Regions from separate parts of the Mus musculus genome. Here region 2 is linked to region 1. Evidence: chromatin contacts called from public HiChIP or PLAC-seq data. All regions are on one chromosome and are shown on one strand. The core of a region is the stretch at or near the end of the contact, and the rest is flanking DNA. Distances in the headings are between cores, read along the strand shown.

Region 1 (4,473 bases), core at 464-2,963:
CTCTCCCCTCCCCAGGCCTCCACCTATCCCCGTACAGCTCTATTACTGCAGCGCTGTTCTGGCTGAGCTACAGAATATATAGAAGCAACAGACTCTGGCTACTTCTAAGAGTTCCCAAGTGCCTGTTCTCTGTACCCTTCATAAAACCACCCTCCCTTCAAGGAGCCTCCAGAAAAGCCCCAGCCCTTAAGGACGTTGCATTCTCCCTCACTAAAGCACTTGGGTTCCACCTACTGGGCCCTGGAAGATGCCACAAGGTTCTTACATCATGTTCTCCATGTGGAAGCCTGAATTCCCTACAGATGCTAGGGACACAACATGGCAGACTGCAAAGCATTGGGATAGGGGAGAAGAAGCCACGGGGTGTGTCACAAGCTTTTTACCCAACTGCTGCATGAAAACACGGGCCACCTTCTCAGGCAGGATCCTGCGGGTATGAATGAAGCGAGACAGGTCACCCCCTGCACAGAACTCCATGATGAGGTAGATATTGTCATTGTCCCACTGTGGTTGCAAGTAAAGAGAGAGAGCGTGAGTTCCAGGACAGCCAGGGCTATACAGAGAAACCCTGTCTTGAACCCCCCCCAAAAAAAGGGAGCGAGAGAGAGAGAGAGAGAGAGAGAGAGAGAGAGAGAGAGACAGCTTTAGGCGCTGTCCCTTCTCCAGCCGCCTTTGGAGGCACCCCTTCCTGGGCTCAGACCTGGAAGTCTTTCAGCTGCACGATATGGGGGTGCCGAATGCCCTTGAGGATCTCAATCTCAGTCAGGAGGTTTTCCACTGACGCCTTGTTGAGACTCTTCTTGGCCACGCATTTTATGGCTACCACTTCCCGAGTATCCTTCTGTGGTACAGAAAATTTGGGGTGTCTGTTTTGAAGGGGCCGACCCCATGGGCTGGAGTGGGCTCTGAGTCTGCAAACTTTCCCCTGTTTGGAGTCTGTCCACTCTCCATGGACCTCCAAGTTTCCCAGCTTCCACGTCTCAAATCAACGAGGCATCCGGATTCGGGAATCCCACCCCAGCAAGTGTTCTCCAACGCCGTGCTTCTAACCCACCGCATCACTTTCTAGAGGGGGGGCGGGGAGGGTTAGGGGGCGGGGGATGTCACTATTTAAAGAGCTATCCACTCTGCATTCTAACTGGTGCTGCCTCCTGGGAGTCTGACCCCAGACTCCTCCCAGCCCCTAAGGCAACTTCCGTGCAGAGCCGGTTCTTCAGCCACTGACACAGAGATTCCCTTAGGTCATCGCCCGCACCTCCAGACCAAACTGGCGTGGCTGTTTTTAAAACCTAAAAGGGGCGGTTAGCTCCAGCCTCCTCTACCAGCTTGGGCAGCCACTGTGGCCTTACTGCTCTCAAGGCGGTCGCCTTTCCTGCTCAGCTTGGCCCGTGACCCAGCCGGGCTTGCAGGGAGTTGGCTGGCACGGGAGTCGGGTGCCCGGCGCCGGGACACCTCCGGCACGACCCGCCCACACCCACCTTGGCGTAGGCCTTGTACACCGTGGCGTACGTGCCACTGCCCAGGCGCTCGGTAAGGATGAAACCGTCCAGCCGAGGGAGACCCCAGCTGGGCCCAGCCATCCCGCGCCCGCCGCCAGGTGCTTCCTGGTTCGGGGTGCAGGTTCCGGCCAGCAGAGAAGCTGGGGGCGCTCGAGGGGCGGCGAGGCGGGACTCCGCAGGGCCCCGGCGCTGCCCGCCGGAAGCGCGGCTCGACACCTCCCCTCCGAGGCTCCTCCCCGCCGGCAGCGGGCTGGGTGACACCCTCTGCCAAGGATTGCCAGGCAGGTTTCAGACACTGAGGCTTTAGTGGGTGTAGAGTTGTGTCGAGGACTGCGGACACGATCACATGGGAATGGCATCCTAGAGACCACCTACGTAGGGGGCGGGAGGAAGAGCCTGGCTCACTCCCTGCCCTTCAAGACCAGAAGCAGTGGATATGAAAATCCCAGGGCCCCACAGGGTGACGAGGGAGAACGGACTCCAGCAAGTTCTTCTCTGATCATCACACGTGCTCTGGCCCTTATTCATTCGTTTATTTGGTTTTGGAAGACAAGGTTTCTCTGAGTAGCCCTGGCTCTCCTGGAACTTACTTTGTAGAGCAGTCTGGCCTCGGAGTGCTGGGACTAACGGTATGTGCCACTATGCTTGGCGAAAAACAATTTAAATGCCTTTGGAAGAGACCAAGTTGCCATTGCCAGGGTCCTCGATTCTGCCTTTCAACTCTTTCCCTAGAGTTGAGTGGTCTGTCGTCCAGCACAGCTCAGCCACCAACAACCTTAACTGTCACCTCACCTATCTTAGTAGGCCCTTAGTCTGTACTTCAGTAGGCTATAGCCCTCCCAAGTCCACCATTGACATCAGGGCCAGTGCTGTCCGAAAATCTTTTTATTTAAGCACAAAAATTGAGACATGACATATACATCTGTACATGGAGGAAAATAATACCAGGAAGTTTACAAAACCCCGGTGGCTGACATTACCACTTGGTGGCTCTAGGGCTGACAGCATGAGGGTAGTCTCAGGAGGGCCCCAGTTCCCAGGGGCAGGAGACTGGCCAGCTTGGTGAGCTCTCGCAGTACTGACAAAACACAGGGTCCAGGTTTCCACAGCGGCTTCTTAGGTGCCACTGCAGTGACACACCCGTGGAGCCCCCAGGACAAGTAGAAAGGGACCTAGACTCCATTGTGGGAAGAACCCTCAGAAAGAAGGCTCGGCAGTCCTGCCTGCAGGACATAGTTCAGGACTGATTTCTTCCAAAAGACCCTAAGCGTTTTAAGAGGTGAGTATTGCTGAAGATAGGCAGGGGCCAAGCTAAGGCAGAGGGGCAGAGTCCCTTGGGAGGAGAGAAGCCAAAACAAGCAGACATCTACCCTCTCACAAGACTGGTAGAGGCTGGGCAGGACTTGACTTACTTGTCTTCGTCCCCTCCTCATCCCCCAAGTCTCAACCAACCCCACTTACTGTACATTCAGAAGTCTGAAGAGAGGCTAGGGAGGGCCCCCAGAGGGCACAAGGTGCTATCACACATGAGTCGTAGCAGGCACAGGGTCATGACTCGGTTGTGAAGAACACCAGGAGCTCACCGGAAGAGGACTTGGGAGACTTCTGTGCTCCCACCCAGAACACAGCTCACCTAGAGTAGAGCCACTGGGGGACTTAGGAAGCCCAAGCATGAAAGGCAAGGTTGTGGAGACCCAATACACATGGAGCCTGTAGAGGGAGGGAGTGAAGTACAGGGTGCCTGTGGAAAATCCCCAGTACAGTGAGCCCAGGTTGGCCCATGATCCCAAGCACATGAGTCCATTTGTTTTCAGGGAAAACAGTCCCATTGCTTCCAGACAAAATCAGACCAAGCCACCATTAGAAAAGGAAAGACAGCTTTGTTATTTTTTCTTTTCCCATGTGTTTTTTTTTTTTTTAAAGTCCTTGTCCCTTCCTCTCCTTCCCTCTTGTAGAGGAGAAAGCTGACTACTGAGGGAGGAGCAGGGACAAGACAAATCCCTGCCAGGTCTGTGCTGGTGTAGTCACTGCATAAGGCACCCGAGGAAAGTGCAGCTCAGAAGACAGTTGACAGAGAGGCCAGGGCTCAGGGAAGGAGAGTCGGGAAGCCTAATTCCCCTGAAAGGCTCCTCGGGCAGCAGATGAGGCAGCCCCGCGAAAGGTTCTGCTGCTGAAGATACCCTGGGAGAACTCTTCCTGGGCCTGCTGGAAGCTGGCTCCTGTTCGGCGGTAGAAGGCGTGTACCTAGGGAAGGAGGCTGGGGTGAGAAGAGCCCAGAGCAAACCTAGCCATCAGGGTATGGTGGCAGCCACTGGAGGGGTCAACCCTGCCTGGCTGCTTACCCATAGCCTTGGATGAGGTGCTGGGCCCCTGAGAGCTTCAGGAGCAAGGCATATTTAGATTTGTGCCTGCCCAGGAGAGATGGGCATTTTACTGGGGTTCGCTGTTGGCTCTGTCCTACTTACCCGCTGCAGGAGGAAGAGTGAAAGCCCAGCACAGAGGGTAAAGAAGCCAGCCACTACCATCATGATGATGGTCACAGCTAAGGGCCCATTTTTCATCGTAGATAGGGCTGCAAGCCAACCACTACAAAAGGAGAACGCAGAGGTGAGGTAAGATTGAGACTCAGAAGTCCCCAAGAGGAGCACTTCTCCCAAATGGCTGTGTCCTGACCACCACCTGGACATTTCCCAGCCGCACAGGGAGCCTTGTGGTTCAATGACCTTTCTCTGTGAGTGAACAGGCTGTGAGTGCTGACAGGCCCACACCGGCCCAGCATGAGCTCTCCTGAGGTCTCAGAGGTGGGGTCATGTCTTCCTGCCCAGTGAGGTTTGGAAAGGAGATACAGCAAGCCCCTTGCCAGGAGCAGCCCAAAGCTCAGTGCTGCTGACTGAGGGGGGGGACTGGGAAGACCGGGCTTTCACAGAGGACTCTGGCGAGAGGAGCACTGGCCAGCCTGTTGCCTCTACTCTGT
Region 2 (4,675 bases), core at 3-2,502, 540 kb before region 1:
CACACAGCAGATAAATGGCAAAGCCAATCTTAGACACTCGCCCAGGGTCTCGCTGCCTCCATCTTGGCAACCTCTCTACCATAAACCGGCTCTGACGGCTGCCTGAGCCAATTGCCACACTTACCCCTCTGGCTGCACCTCCTCAGCTCCTAGAGGTTCCTCGATGTACCAGCTGCTGTAGTCATCTGTCACCCCGGAGGAGGTCTGGCTTCCATTCTCAGATGCCTGGGACTCCATGCTCCAGCTCTTCTTCCTTGACCCCAGACAAGAGGGGGGAGGGGCATACAAATGTGAAAAGAGGCTTAAAAGGAAAAAAAAAAAAAAGAAGAAGAAGAAACAAAGGAACATTTCTTGTTAATCCTAAAGGTTACTTTCTTGCTTTTAGCTCTCTGGGAAAAGTCGTCTGGGACTGCAGGTCAGGAGAGAGCTGGAGGAGGGATTGGGGGGGGGGATTGCGTGGGGGCAGACAGGAGTCTTCTCTTGAACTTCCCTACCCAATCGTGTGGTCTGACAGAGTGTTCTGCACCCCTGGGGGTTCAGGCTCTTGCTGGGAGCGCCTAGTGGACCAAATGACCTGTTACCAGCTGGTCCACTTTCAAAGATCTCTCTTGTGCAAACTGCCCGCAGAGACCCCTTCCTTCCCCGCCCCAAGCCCACCCAGATGGACCCACAGACAGAGTAGAAAGGGGGACCAAGGAGGAAGGAGCCGCAGAGATGAAAGGGTGGGCGGGCGGGCTGTGGCTGGCTCCACTTGGTCTGTCCTGCAGCTGGTCTCTCCACCCCTCCTGCTCTGGGGTCCAGCCCAAGCCCTCCCCTCTTCACCAAGGCTCCCTTGAGACCATCCCCCAGTCTCATTTGCCTTTAGTCAGCCCCTTTACCTCTTCAGCCTCACTGCTGGGAACACACCATAATTCTTGATGAGACCCCGAAGATGGATGGCTGCTGACCGTGCACATGCCTACCTCCTAGCACCTGCCCCAAGCTCTCCTGCCTAAGCATAGCCCCTCTTCAGAACCCAGCATCGTGGCATCTTAGGGCAACACCCTACTGGGGCTGGCTACAGAGACAGGGAGGGAACCTATCCACATGGTCTCCTGAGTATATATGAGGGAGAGCACACGTGTTACACTAGTAAAACCTTTTTGTTCTTACGACTTGATTTCACAAGAAGATAACTCACCCCCACAGGCGGAAATGAGTCCTTCAAACTCAAACCAGACCTGGGAGAAGATGAACTTCGCCTGCCTGCCGCTGTTCTTGTTCCAGCCCCGGTGAAGGGGTGAGGGTTTTCCTATCCTCCCAGAGGAGCTGGACCCCTGGCTGCCCCCTCCCTTCCCTGGCCCAGCCTGTGGGGAGGAGCAAGAGGCAGACAAAGCAGAGAGCTGTTCTCAGCTCAGACCTGACATTCTGAGGCTCTCAATCCTTCAGTACTCCGCAGGGGATTTGGGCCACGGTCTTGTACAGATAAGCTTTAAAAGCATTTTTATTGCATTTATTTATTTTGTGGGTGGGTAGTTGGGGAGGGGGGATCAACACATGCCATGGCAGAAGACAGCTTATAGCAATTGACCCCCTCTCTCCATCATGTGGGTTCTGGGGAGGACAGAATACTGGTCACTGGTCCCCGGTGGCAAACACCTTTACCCACAGAGCCATCTGACAGCCCCCTCTTCCTTATAAAAACACACTCATTCATTTATTCTTTCAACAGAAGCTTACTGACCACCTACTATGTTCTAGGACTGCTCTGGATGCTGAGACTAGAGAAAGCACAGTTCAGAGGTCTAGCCTACCAACATATATAGCCTCCAGAGCCTGGGATTTGCAGGGGGAAGATTGTCCTGACCAGTCCCATTGGGAACTGTGTTTGCAAAAGAGCAGTGGGAGGAAGGAGAATTCCTGAGGAAAGTCACCTTTGGGTGGAGCTCCAAAGGACACCAGCTGGTCCCCAGGCCCAGATAGCAGAGAGGAGCTTGCTTGTTCACTGTAGAAGGAAGCTCCGGGGTGAACGTTCAGAGTGGACAGAACCTCAGTCTCACAGGCCCCTGCAGCTGGCAGCCAGGCCCATGAGGCCAGGTGGGGCCTGAGTCCTGTGAACCCTTGCTGCCTCCTTCCCAAACATCCTATCTTCCAGGAAGAAGGCTCTGCCTTTCTCCCCATCCCACAGAGGAATTGTGAAGATGGAGCTTTCTCGGATACAACTCAGAAACCTACGCTGAACTGTCTGATATCAGGGGTCAGGCAAATCCTGCCCCTCAGGCTCTCTGGGGACAGGGATCTACCTTCCCTGCTCTCTTTCTTTCCCTTAGGACAGTGCCTGGCTCCGAGATCACAGAGATTTTAGATCCAGTCTGGCAAAACCACTTCTTGTTTTAGTGCTTCTTCTTCACTCATGGTCCTATGTCATAAGGCTGCTACGTGCCAGGCTTGCTGGAGCTCTCTGCTCCAATGCCAGAGCCTAGCATACCCTTCACCTCTCAAGGGTCACAGACACTCAGCATAGAGAGCAATCAATCCATATCTCAGCCCTGCCTCTCATGATACTGTTAACAAAGAGCTCAGTCCTAGACTATGGCCATTGCCTGAACAAGACAATCGTTAGATACCTCTACCTGTCAACTTTGTTCTGCCTTAGAGGGATTCCCTGCCACCTCCCAAGCCTTGTTCATTCATTCATTCATTCCAAATATCTTATGTGATAGTTGTGTCTTACCTACTGATGTCACCTACTGATGTCCTTGAGATTTAACATGTAGGGAGGTAGAAAGAGACAGTTCACCACGAACCATCAGAGCTGAAGAGAAAATACAGTGAGGGGAGGAAAGGAGAGATGGGCAATGCAGAGCCAGCTATATGCAGCCTAATCCTGAAGGGAGGGAGGAAGGGACCCTATCAGGCTACCAGAAGGAACCTCTGTCCACTCAAAGGTGAACCCATGTAGATAGCCCCTTACCAAGGCCAGGTATGGTCACTACCCCACCTTCCTGCACCAAATCTGCTCCCATAAAGCCCAAGATCCCAAAATACCACCTCCCTTTTCCCTAGGGAGATGTAGCAGCCACCTTGGTGGCAGCTCTACCTCCCTGGCAGGAATAAGGAAAGTATACACTTTGTCTTTCTCTGTTCCCATGGACCCAGAAGCAGCAATGGAGCCAGCACCTGGGGCAGAGCAAGGGAAGCAGGGCAGGTTCCCACACGGCAGAGGGTAGGGAACTTTAGGGAGAGGCAGACTACCTGTGGTCGAGTGTTGGTTCTGCCCCTGCAGCCCTGAGTGACTCCTTACTCTGGTTGGGTCGTAGCCCCACCTCTGTGGCAACCAGCCTACAGAGTCTTCTATTGTGGCTTTTCCCCCAAGACAGTCTTCAGTGACTTCACAGCCCGAGAATGTGGAGGCGCCACACCAGACATTGTTGTAGCAAGCATATCAAAGTGTATCAAAGCCACAGAAGCCAGGCTGTGGCTATTCAGCACCCTGCTCCTCCCCCACGCCTTCTATCTACCATCCACTCTGGTGGGAGCAGGGGGAAGATCCACAGGTAATGAGTAACCGTGTCTCATCTGAAGACAAACCCACTTCTTAAGCCCAAGGTTCTTCACCCTGAAATATGAACAGCATGGGCTTTCCACCTGCACACCAGGGGACTAGCTCGGAGAATGATAATAAATTGCCTAGCCACATGGGCAAGCTGGTAAGGGGAAAGGTAAGAGATGCTCTTGAAGGATTTCTGCAAAGTCCTGGGCAAGAGGACCCAGCCTGCTCCTGGGAGCTGGCTCCACAGTAGCCCATGTGAGTTCTGCTCTCAGGATGGTGTGCTAGAGAGAAGAGGTAATTCGAAGAAAGAACTATAGAGACCAGGGCAAAGTGGAGGACAAAGGAGGGAAAACAATCTTGGAGCCTTCCTGGCAGAGGCGATATGGAACACGACCCTGAGACCAGAGAGGTCAAACTAGACATAGTCACAAGAACGAAGTGTCTTGGGAAGCTGAGAGACGGAGGCAAAAAGTACAGAGCAAGGGGTGGCAGGGCTGCCCTGCCCTCCCACTACAGCCTGTGTGAGCTCCAGTGACTAAGTACCAAGACCTCATCCAGCTAAGGCCCTTGGCCATCTGGGCTTGGTAGAGAGAAACCTCGGAATGGAGCTGGTCCCTAAAAGCTTTGGGATAAGGCTTCCTTCCTCTTGATGTTTTTGTTCAAGTTGATTAAACCTGAGGAATGTTTGTGTCCAGGAATAGAGGCCCACGTGGGTGCCTGTGGTTATCAAAATCTTCAAAGGGCAAAGTGCTAAGCTCAGAAGGAGCCAACTACAACCTGCAAGGAATGTGGGCAGCAGCACCCCCAAACCCTCAAAGCAGCCCCAGAACTCTAAGGCACCAACAGAATCCAGCAATATCTCCTACATGTCAGCAACCCCACGAGAACCCTCAGAACACCAGTGACTCCCTTGGTCCCCTCAACACTTCACAAGCACACAAACTCACTTTAAAAACCACAGGACTTCAGCCTGGGGATAGGAAGAAGGAAGGTCCAAACCCCAGTGAGCAGCAGCCATAGCCCACAGACCCCCATCACTCTCTACCATCTTATCCCAGCCTATACACTAAACCCAGCAACATACCCCGAGTCCTATAGCACCCAAAACAGCTACATCCCAATCCCACAGAAAGATACAGGATC

The links. HiChIP or PLAC-seq counts read pairs in DNA pulled down with a chosen protein or histone mark.
Region 2: a contact with region 1 is called in a FOXA1 HiChIP or PLAC-seq map of pancreatic cancer cells. The contact joins the promoter of Stra6 here to the promoter of Ulk3 in region 1. A contact is called at or near these places in 1 of 115 datasets of contacts at active chromatin or transcription factors (pancreatic cancer cells) and 1 of 9 other capture datasets (pancreatic islet).

What each region holds. Positions count from the first base shown.
Region 1 is chr9:57,586,692-57,591,164 of GRCm38.p6, reverse strand. Ulk3 (unc-51-like kinase 3) reads right to left here and starts at 1,713. Exons shown (of 16, transcript NM_027895.1): 1 at 1,479-1,713; 2 at 701-841; 3 at 384-504. The coding sequence starts at 1,580. It overlaps Scamp2 (secretory carrier membrane protein 2), which reads right to left. Exons shown (of 9, transcript NM_022813.3): 8 at 3,965-4,085; 9 at 2,367-3,743. The coding sequence ends at 3,609.
Region 2 is chr9:58,130,652-58,135,326 of GRCm38.p6, reverse strand. It overlaps Stra6 (stimulated by retinoic acid gene 6), which reads right to left and starts at 1,252. Exons shown (of 19, transcript NM_001162476.1): 1 at 879-1,252; 2 at 125-253. The coding sequence starts at 237.